2 separate regions of the Urocitellus parryii genome follow, and region 1 is linked to region 2. The links are chromatin contacts, called in public Hi-C maps. All regions are on one chromosome and are shown on one strand. The core of a region is the stretch at or near the end of the contact, and the rest is flanking DNA. Distances in the headings are between cores, read along the strand shown. Region 1 holds the start of Commd3 (COMM domain containing 3). Region 2 holds the start of Dnajc1 (DnaJ heat shock protein family (Hsp40) member C1).

What was found. A called contact is a pair of places that touch in the nucleus more often than the background predicts.
Region 1: a Hi-C map of muscle shows a contact between it and region 2, with 5 times the contacts expected there. The contact joins the promoter of Commd3 here to the promoter of Dnajc1 in region 2. A contact is called at or near these places in 2 of 2 Hi-C or Micro-C datasets (liver and muscle).

The regions. Positions count from the first base shown.
Region 1 is chr9:63,989,540-63,994,871 of mUroPar1.hap1, reverse strand. Commd3 (COMM domain containing 3) reads right to left here and starts at 3,642. Exons shown (of 8, transcript XM_026402374.2): 1 at 3,462-3,642; 2 at 2,018-2,129; 3 at 1,849-1,912; 4 at 1,716-1,750; 5 at 1,309-1,369; 6 at 1,167-1,223; 7 at 1,016-1,075; 8 at 1-122. The coding sequence starts at 3,600. The coding sequence ends at 63.
Region 2 is chr9:63,745,715-63,751,310 of mUroPar1.hap1, reverse strand. It overlaps Dnajc1 (DnaJ heat shock protein family (Hsp40) member C1), which reads left to right and starts at 1,531. Exons shown (of 12, transcript XM_026402388.2): 1 at 1,531-2,126. The coding sequence starts at 1,914.

The DNA.
Region 1 (5,332 bases), core at 2,393-4,892, 240 kb before region 2:
TCCACTGAAGGCAAGACGCATCTGGTTTTTCTCTAGGTTCGGCGATCTTTTGCGTCCCCAAGTTACAACTGAGTTGCTCTTTCCAGGCTTTTTGAAGCATCTTTAAGTTTCCCCACCAAGTCCTAAAATATGTAATATAATGCCATGTTTTAAGGATGAGACATGTAACGAAGTATCCAAGTTCGAGGGATACAAGAAAAAAGTCGGGAGAACACTGTCAATACAAGTTTAGAATTCACTGGAATTTTAACCTTTGACAAACCAGTATCCATGAAAAGAAGCATTTTCCCTAAAATATCTTCAAATCGGATATTTGCCCTCAGTTTGAAACATGATTTCTTATGGAATCCTCTTAACTGCACGGTGTATCTAAATTAAATGTCTCAAGTTATCTAACGAAGGTTATGCTGTGTGTGTGTGTGTGTGTGTGTGTGTGTAGAAAGTTTAAAGTTTGTTACATTGAGATGACTGCAGGACATGTCTTTGAAAGTTTCATTTTTATCTAAGTTTCCAAGACTGATCTGCATTTTTTAAGTACTAAGAAATAAATTCGTTGTTATGCCCATCAATCAATGTACTTTTCAATTTTCCCAATCTTACACTGGCAGTATAAAATTTTAACATCATACTTTTCATAAAAATCATTTAAAACTGCTGCTTAACAACCCAATTTTGAAGTTTAATTCAATTTCTGAGAGGAAAGAAGATATTTTCAAAGTCATGCTTTTAATTTTACTGTATCTTACTTAATCAACCTCATGAATTGCAGGAATTTACACTAAACATTACACTTTAGAAATATTTTTTAATTAGAAGGAAGAGCACTATAGACTACTAGTAACATCTTCATTTCCAAAGTGAAGTCCATGTTAAAATATTGCTTTTCAAGCCCCTTTCTCATCTTCTTCTTAACCAAGAGTCATTTATCTGCTGACAACTGGTTATTTCTCTATTAAACTTTCCACACCATAATTCTCTTTATAAAGGAGCATATTCAAAGATACTAATACTGTACCTGTAATTGTTCCATGCTGCAACTAAAACTAATCTCTGGGTAGGATTGGGAATCAGTGTTCTAGGGAAGAAAAAATGCTGTTTATTTAAATCAAGAAAATTTAAATTTTCATTACATATTTCATTTTTAGACAGGGGTTGTCCATACATACCTCTACATTTAACGTCACCAAATATGCAGGTTTGTACATTTTATGAAGTTGACTGGTCTAAAACAATACAACATGTACATGTTAGTAATTATTTCTAAAAAGTTCCCTAAATCCCTTTGGAGAACAGTTTGCTAAACTTTACCTTTATCTGATATTCCAAGCGCCAAGAAACATCAGTTATATGAGGGAGAGATCTACCTATACTGAAAGATACAATGATAATTGTATATGGTATCTACAGAAAACTTTTCAGTATTTATCTTTTGCTAAGAATGTCTACCACTTCCTCATCTCCTTTTAATCCATTCTGAATTTAAAACATTGTTAAACTTCATTTCAAATTCTAAAGAGTAAAAGCATTATAAAATTATCTCAATTATCTTTTATCTTTAAAACATTAGCTTAACTTCAATTGTTTCATTTGCCCTTTGGCCTTTTTCTTTGGGTCAGGATCCCAGTTTTTTTGCATTATTTTGTTTCACACCAGCATTCTCCATTCATACCTGCAAGTGAAAAGTGCCTCAGCTTGACACCTTATACAGAACCTACCTTCCCAGTAGGATTTCTAGAGAATTCTTATTATTCTGGGGAGAGGGGAAAAAAAGAAAAAGAAAACACATCTTTGTAAATAGTGAAAAAGAAAAAGTGGTAATTGTTAATTTAAAAATTCAAAGTAAGAAACCTGATATTCTGTGCAAAACAGTTCTATTCGCTCTCTGTCAAATTTACAGTCTTCTAGATATGTGCTAGAGGGAGGGAAATGCCAAAGTTTAGTCTGCATTTTAAAAACTGAAATTGCAATCATAAAGATATTATTTGAAAATAAATGAGTATTTAAATAAATCCTGTACCTTAGAGTTGACTTGTCAGCTCGGTGCTTTCCTGCCTCCAGTATGTAAGTTGCAGCTGCCACATGACAATGTTTTAAAACCACAGGGTCAATATGTTTCAAGTCTGGGTGATCTAAAATGAATTAATTGCCAATGATGCCTGTGATAATAAGTTCTTTACAGTCATATTTCCAAAAAGGATATTTTAATTTAGATAAAAATCCCCTTTAACAAGATAACAAAAATAATTCAACTTTAGGAACTGTCAATTTTATGGAAATGAGATGAGCTGCAAGGTCAATTGCAAAACAATAAAGAGAACACATCAATAATCCTGCCTTTAATCTGTTTTCAATTACCTTCTTTTGCCTTAGCATTTTATTATTTTTAAAAAACATGGCTCCCAAAGAAAAAATAACTATACAGTGGTCATTCTAACACTGAAGTAAATTCAAAGGGAAAAACAAGATAAACATTTTACATGATGAAAATTTTATGATAACTTTCACTCTAAAAATAATGAAACTTTAGGGTAAATGGCTCCGTGGACATTAATACATCAAGAGAGGTGGAAAGGAGAGCATGAATTCAGAATATAAAATAGAAATTTCAAAATTCCAACAGTATTTTCAGGTTTTGACAGTCATCTTTTTTTTTCCTTTTGAGATTTACCCAGGTGGTGGTTACTATTTTAGTTTGAAGAACTTCCACTTTCATATTTTTTTGCACAAGTGTCTAGTTCATGAACTACAGGGAAAAAAACACAAAAATTTGAATTGTTGATACATTTAAGAAAATTATCTAAAAGCGGTCTGTCTTAAAATATTCTCCTAGTCCATACTGACACTGCACTCCGCAATCGCTGATGAGACCTCTTAAGAGACTCGCCTTCTGGTAACTGGTGCGGAACAAAACATTATGCATCCTATTTAAGGGATCTAGGGGAAGAACCGGTGTAAAACACACTGAGCAGGAGTGTTGGAGAGATAATAGGAACCCGAGGTATTCTCCTGGTCGGAATATGTCAACACTACTTGAACTAGTAAATGCTTAGGGAAGAGACCTTTTAAACCTTTGCTAGCCTAGTCCAGGAAGCTTGAATTACAAGGAGCTCCTCTGATGAAGTCCAAGTGTCAAAAGAGCCACTGTCTCAGACCAGTCTGAAAACCTTAGATGTTTAGGCCACAAACAAGACTTGAACACGGGCTTTACGAAGAAAGGAACAAAGAGACTGGGAGGGAAATCGGGCCAAGAACGTGTACCCGGCTGTGTGCAGGTGCCAAGAGGGGACAGAACAATGCTCAGGGTCCGCTCTGGGTCCTGGAAGAGTCACGTCTCCACACTCCGTCCGGAGCGAAGGGCAGAGCCCGGAGACTTCCTCTTCCCGGGGCTTTCCCCCTCTCGCTCTTCTCCTCCAAGCGCCCCCTCCACCCAGGCCGATCCAGCTCCGAGTCGAGCTGCTTACCTAACACGGCCTCGTCCGCCTGGGCGTCCAGCAGGCTCTGGAAAGCCGCCCGGAGGAGAAGCGTGAAGGCGTTGGAGTCAAAGGAGCCGGGATCAGCCAGCATCTGGAAGCCTTTCTGCACAGACTCCGAGAGCTCCATTGTGAGCGCGCCGTGACCTTCGACATGCGCACCACGTGACACGCGCCGCGCGCTCAGCTGATGCGGCCGCGCGCGCACGCGGCTCGGGGCGGCGGCGCGGGCTGCAGGGCCTCCCCGCCCCGGGCCTCCCCGCCTGCCCGGCGGCCTCCGCGCCCCCAGCCCCCGCTTCCGTCCAGCCCTTCCTTCTGAGCCAGCCGCTGGAGCTGCAGAGCCTCCGCTAGAGGGGCGGCCACGGGCGCTTTGTGAACGCGCTGGGCGCTTTCTCTCCACTCGGCGCTCACACAGGGTGGTCACCGCTAGGTTCCCCGAAAGCCCCTGGGGAGGTGGCGGACCGCGTCCGGGCCGGCCCCCACCTCCCGGCCAACTACGCCCTCGCGGCTCCTCACCCAGCGCGAAATCCTGCGGGGAGCCGCGATTTAAGGCAGCTGGTTTTGTTTATTTTTGTGGGGTTTTGTAACTCACCAGTTGGACTATGAAGCACTGCCCTTTTAGGAGCGAGACCGTAGACATCTGGTTTGTTTTCACCTTTCCCTTGTCATCTCTTTCCTGCGTGGTGTGTGTGTACACAGAGCTACATCCATAAAGAGCGCGCGTGAGCGTACCGTTCTTCAACAATTGGGAGATTAATAAATTATTCATGAACAGATTTGACCGGATTATTTTAAAAATTATATACCACTGCAAATAAACACCTTTCGAAGGCAAACTGCAAGACAAATTTGTGCTACTGAATTCAGTACATCTGTGGGTCCAGGTTTAATTACTCAATCGAATCTTCATAAATATATATTAAGACACTTGTTAGTAAAGTACGGCTTGTAATGGCAGGATCTTTATTAGAAGTGAGTTGCTGTCTCAGATATCCATAACTTTAAAGATTTAAATTCTGTATAAAGTTTAACTTCCCCTGTATTTCGACAAAGTTGGTTTGGAGAGCAGCAGAGATTCTTTAAAAAAAAAAAAAAAAAAAAGCGAAGTAAAGTAAATTAGGTTGTTGTTATTATTATATTATTAGAACTGGAAAAGTAAAAACTACAAGTTTTTGAAGGATGGAGGGAAGGGCTACGGAACAAGAAATGTGTTTTAGTCTTCAGGGGAGATTATTTGCAACGTTAGAGTCAAGGTGAAACCTTTTCTTCTTTGGCATAATTTGGTACCTATTTGGGAAAACATTTTTAATGAATACAGCCAAAATTAAATCTTGCATCAATATGTAGTGAGTAATTCATTTCACAGTAATGGGACGCAAATGGAATAATTTAGCGTCAGTAACAGGTTGAGTAACTACTCAGTCCTACTTTGAAAGCTTTGAAAGGCACGTGCACTTGGAGAGAGTATAGCAGCAATGAAAGGTTTAAAAGTCCCCCTAAGGTCTTTATGAGACAAACACCTATTAATCATGTTCATCTTTTCTTCCCATCTCTCATTTTCTTTCTAAATTCCTTACTTCTCATCCGTAGTAAACTGTCAGTTGAAAAGTTTCCACTAATCTGATTTACACAGGGAATATTTTGCAGAGAAGAACTGTGTAAATGTTAAACAATATTAACACCCAACCTCATTATGTTTATTACACATGTTTTATGACCCAGTATAGTACTGATTGTTAATACCCTAGTAGAATTTGAGTCTAGAACTCTAATCATATTTAATTTAGTGTCAAACAAGAAAGTACTAATGCCTGAGCATGGATTTTTAAATGTTATTTTAAAAGAGAAGAGTAAACACAAGT
Region 2 (5,596 bases), core at 282-2,781:
TGTTGTGAAATACTGTTGTGTAAGTCACCCAGTCTGAAATATTGTGTTATAGCAGCTACAGAAGACTTAGACACTCCTGCTCTGGCATCTTTGAAAGGCCAATTTCATGATAGATTAAAATATGGTGAATTCAAGAATATGTATTATTTTAAAGCAAGATATACTTGCATTTGTTTATAACATTTAAAAATTATTCAAACTCTATGCTAAGTCCTAAGAGTTGCAACCTAATAGTCTTTAACTTTTATCAAACATAATTTATTCTTACTATGAAAGCAAAAGTAGGGTTATAATCATCCTGTTGAGGATAGCACAGTGGCACTTGCCTGTAATTCCAACAGCTCAGGAGGCAGAAGCAGGAGGGTCATGAGTTCAAAGCCGGCCTCAGTAAAAGCAAGGCACTAAGCAACTCAGTGAGATGTCTCTAAATAAAATACAAAATAGGGCTGGGGATGTAGCTCAGTGCTCAAGTGCACTTGGAGTTCAATCCCCAATACCTAATAATAATAATAATAATAATAACAACAACAACAACTATAACAACAATAACCCTGTTGTGCTAGATTTAAAAGGCCAGATCCAAGAAGTGAAAAAGCAAGGGACCAAATTTATCTAACTCAAGCACTTCAACTTAGGCAAGCTTTTTGTTTGTTTGTTTGCACTTACTTTTTCAATAACAGTAGGAAATGAGAGAGGAGAAATGTGAGAAAGGTAAAATGAAATAAAGTTTACATAAGAGAACAATAGTGGTGGAGGAAAAATATTTAAAAGGCACTGAACAGAAACAACACAAGACCAGAAGGTGAGACATTGTTACGGAAAAAAAGAAAAAAATAGGTTTTTAGCCCTAGATGTCTTTCTTTTCTCAATCAAGAAAAGAACTCCAAAGTGGATAAACTACACTTCTGAGACTATGATTGAGTCACCATTGTGAATTCTCCCAATTGCCTATTTTATGGTGTTATGCTGGTAAATCTTAATTCATAATTTGAGCTATACTTTTTGTCTTGGTTAGGATTCCTTTTCTGTTTCTTCTCTCAAAAAGATACCCTAAAACTGGTGTCTTGGCGCACATCTGTGATCCTAGCAGCTGTGAAGGCTGAGGCAGGAGGATGGCAGGTTGGAAGCTACCTCAGCAGCTTAGTGAGGCTCTAAGCAAGTCAATGAGACTTGTCTCAAAAAAAAAAAAAAAAAAAAAAAAGACAAGACTGGAGATGAAACAACAACAAAAAAACTGTAGACTACTCACTACGTTTGTCTCCTGTTTTAGGTATTGGTTCAATTCCTCCTACCTGTGCTGTATGGAATAAAAGCTACAATCGATATTCAGGCTTCTTTATGCTTTTAGTGTTCAATAGGGGAGGGCAAAACGGAAACCTACAGGTGGGATCTTCCTGGTGGATGCGTGATGTTTAACTGTCCAATCTTTTAAAAGACCTGTGTAAACACACTTTACACTTCCTAGCTGAGCGCAAGCGCCAGAGACAACTCTCCGGGAGGCCTAGATCTGGGGCGCTTAGCGTCCTTACTTCCGGCCCCGCCCCTCTCCGCAGTTGCTAGGAAACGTGATGTCACCGGAAGCGAGGCCTGCGATAGGCTGAGGCGAGGGGAAGCCTCTCCCCCTCTGAAACCTCAGCGCCCAGGCGCTGGCTCTCCAGCTGTTTGTAGGCCTGTGGGTGAGGGTCCCCGGAAGGGAGAGCCGGCTGCGGCCCCGCCCGCGCACCCGCGGGTCCGGTCGTCCGCTCCCACCGTTCCTGTGCTCCAGCTGGCACCGGCCGCCTGGCTGGTGACTCTCGAGAGGCTGCCCGCTCTTCTGACTGACAGGCACAGCTCCCACAGCCGGCGCTGCCCGCCACGTCTTGGGTCTCGGCCGACAGCACTGCGTGGCGGGTGACCTTTCCGAGCCCCGAGCGATGTCTGCTCCCAGCTCCGGGCTGGCGCGGGTTCCTCAGCGCCGCAGGCTCGTGCGGTTCTCGACCCCGCTGCCGCGGTGCCCACTGCTGCTGCCGCTGCTGCTGCTGGCGGCCGCGGTGCCGGCGCGCGGCTGGGAGAGCGGCGACCTAGAGTTGTTTGACTTGGTGGAGGAGGTGCAGCTCAACTTCTACCAGTTCCTCGGGGTGCAGCAGGTAAGAGCGAAAGCGCGCGGGTCCGGGCGGACAGGCGCGCGGAGGCGGACTCTGATCCTGTTCCTCCGAGGGAGCCGGATACCGGGGACTGGATGTGCTCACTCCCGGCTCTGCTGCCATCCTCAGCCCAATTCACCGGCGTCTCCTCGGAACTGTAGCGTGGCAAGGGTTTCGTTCACTTTTCCAGTTTTTCACCCTTGTTCCAACTTCTCAAGTTCCGGTCTCAGTGACAGGCTGGACGGTGGTGATACCTCCTCTTTGCTCTGGCATTCTGGGCAGGATCCTCTCCCCCGTCCCCATTCCCACTGTACAGGAGGAAGAAGGAAAAGTAGTGCGGGTAGAGGTTTTTATTCTTATTTCATCTGCCTCCTTTCCTCTTCCTTTCTGGGAAACATAGGCTCGCATTTTGACCAGTGTTTGTATAGCAGAAGTGTTTGTTTTGCACTGTACTTTGTAATCTTTTCAGCCTGTTGGATAGGGGTTCCTATCACAGTTTAGAAATCTGGAGGAATTGAAGCCTTCACCAGGTTGGTCCTGGGACTCACAGGAGAAGCCATGAAACTTTCAAGGCAGTAGATTACTTGGGGTGCTGCTGGAAGAGATGCTCAGCTATTATCGCAGAATCTGTTACTTTGTCTTTCCTTTGGTTTCCTTTCGTTTAGCTTGAAACGTTAACTTGTGAAATCCGTTTGTTGCCCTTTATTTCTACCATCTAGGGTGGAAGAGTGAAGGTAATTATTCAGTCTACATGAAACTTTGTGCCAAGAAAAAGATGACTTTTCACTGACTTCAGAATTGTGGAGAGTGAAAGAATTTCACACAATCTCATTTTAGTCCTTTATACAATGCTTTAAATAGTTATGCGAGCAGGGGGAAAAAAGGAAATTTACCAACAGTTGTCATTCAAGATGAATTTAACTAACTAGATGAAATGCACATTCCCCCCTAGATTACTAAAAGTTTGGGTGAACTGTTGAACTTTTAAATGGAAATTTAATTTTTCATTTAAATCAATTAAGTGGAAATTTAATTTTCCAGCATTGCATTTTCATCATTGAATCTAAAATTGCTAGGTTGTCATGGCACCATGAGTTTAACAATTTTTATTTTTGAGAATTATAAAGAACAAAAGTATTTTACTCTTAAAATTCTAATCTGCAAATAATTTTGTAATACTATGAAGTGTCATCTGGTGCCATTTCCTGCTCCAAAATATTTGTCATTTCAAAGTAAATGACGATGCAATATGTGTAATAATAATTAGTTAAGCTAAGTTTTTTTTTTTTTGAGAGAGAGAGAGAGAGAGAATTTTAATATTTATTTTTTAGTTTTTGGCGGACACAACATCTTTGTATGTGGTGCTGAGGATCGAACCCGGGCTGCACACATGCCAGGCGAGTGGGCTACCGCTTGAGCCACACCCCCAGCCCAAGTTAAGCTAAGTTTGAAGACTAATTTTTGAGAAGTCCTTTAATATAGAGAATAATTATTTAGAATTAATTGGTAAATTCTGTAGCTTATACATAACCTAATTTTAAAAAATCTTGAAGATGCTTTACAGTTATTCTTGGAGATTAAGGTATACAAAATTTTAGAAGTAGGGGCTTAAAATTTCCAATTGTGTAATCCAGCATTGCATGTGCACTCTCATAGTTTTCATTTATAATTTCATGAAGCTTAATTTTCAGTTACTTCAGCAGTGTGAACAACCAGAGCACTTCAATGTATGAGCAAACATGGGGAAGTAAAGAAGCATTGATAATGGAAAAGATTCTTTGTCGAGGTAGAATTGAAAAGAATAATTTAGAAAATTATTTTAATTTGTGTTTCTCTCTCCTACTATATTGAAATTGGACAGAAAGTGAGAAGAAACTTTTAATCAGAGAAATGGATTGGAACAAGTTCCTTATTTGAATCTTAACTTTTCTTGGAAATCTTTCAGAGACCAAATATTTGGTAGAGACAAATGCAGCCTGTTTGAGGTCTTTAATGTATAACTTTCAAGCCTTAGCTAAGAGGTCTCTTGGTAACTACACAGACATTTGGGAACAGGACAAAGTAGATAGAATACTCAAAGTGGAGACTTGATTCTGTGCACTTACCAGTTTTGTTATTATTCATTCAACAGAGATTTATTTGGTGTCTGCTGAATTTTTAAACACTAAGAGTAGTCCTTTATATAAAGCAATACTCTTGACCTCATGAAACTTAGGAAAAAACTTAGTAAGAAGGAAAACAGGTAAACATAAGTATATGGTCAGAGAAGGTAAGTCTAGTTTTGGGGGGCTTTTATAACAAAGTACCATAATTGTTTAGCTTTCAAAAACAGACATTTCTCATAGTTCTGGAGGCTGGGAAGTGGAAGATCAAGGTGCTGGCAGATTCTATGTCTGATGAACGCCTTCTGGTTTATAGATGGCACCTTCTTATTGTGCCCTTACATCACTAAGACGTGAGGCAGTTCTTTAGGACTTCTTTTATAAGTCCTCTAATCCCATGCATAACGGCTCCAACCTTATGGCCTAATCACCTCTCAAATGCCACTTCATAATATATTGGAAGTTAGGTTTCAACATAGGAATTTTGGAGGGATTCAGCTATTCAGAACATAGCATGCTCTTCAAGGAAGAGCAGAGACAAATGCAAAGACCTTGAGGCAAGAGTTGCTTGGTGTTTTAGGAACAGCAAGGCAGCCATTGTGGCTGGAGCAGAGTGATGGAGGAGAACAATAAGAGGAGATGAGATCAGAGTCATAAGTGGTAGAAGAAGATCATGTAGGGCCTTACAGGCCACTATAAAGATTTTGGCTTTTACTTATAAGTAAGTTGTGGGCCCAGTTGAGAGGGGTGGCATTGAAAAGAAGAGATATGTGAGTTGAGTTAAATTTCAAAATGAGCACTTTATTGTGTTAAAGATAGTCTATAAGGTGCCAATTACTTGGATGAATAATTGTGGTAGAGAATGTAGAATAGACGTGGGTGGTGCAAGTGGTCAGATTCTGGATTTAATGTGAACATAGAAGTGACAGAATTTTCCTGATGGTTTGAAAGTGGGGTGTGTGTGTGTGTGTGTGAGAGAGAGAGAGAGAGAGAGAGAGAGAGAGAGAGAGAGAGAGAGAGAGAGAACACAATTGAAGTCAGTTCTAAGATTTTGGCTTCAATAACCTGAAGGATGCAGTTGCCATAGTTGCCATTTATTGAGTTGGGGAAGTATGGAATAGGAATCTAGTTGAGGGAAAATCAGGAATTTGGGGTTTGAACACGCCAAATTTATAGTGTTTATTAAGCATTGAAGTGGAGATGGCATATGACTATTTGGTTTTTTAGGTCTGGAGTTCAAGCATGAAAGTTTATGTTTTAGTCAGTTTTTTTTTTTCTGTGACTAAACAACTGTAGACGAAAAAAGGTTTATTTGAGGGCTCATGGTTTTAGAGGTCTTAAACCATAGACAGCAGGCTCTATTCCTCATAG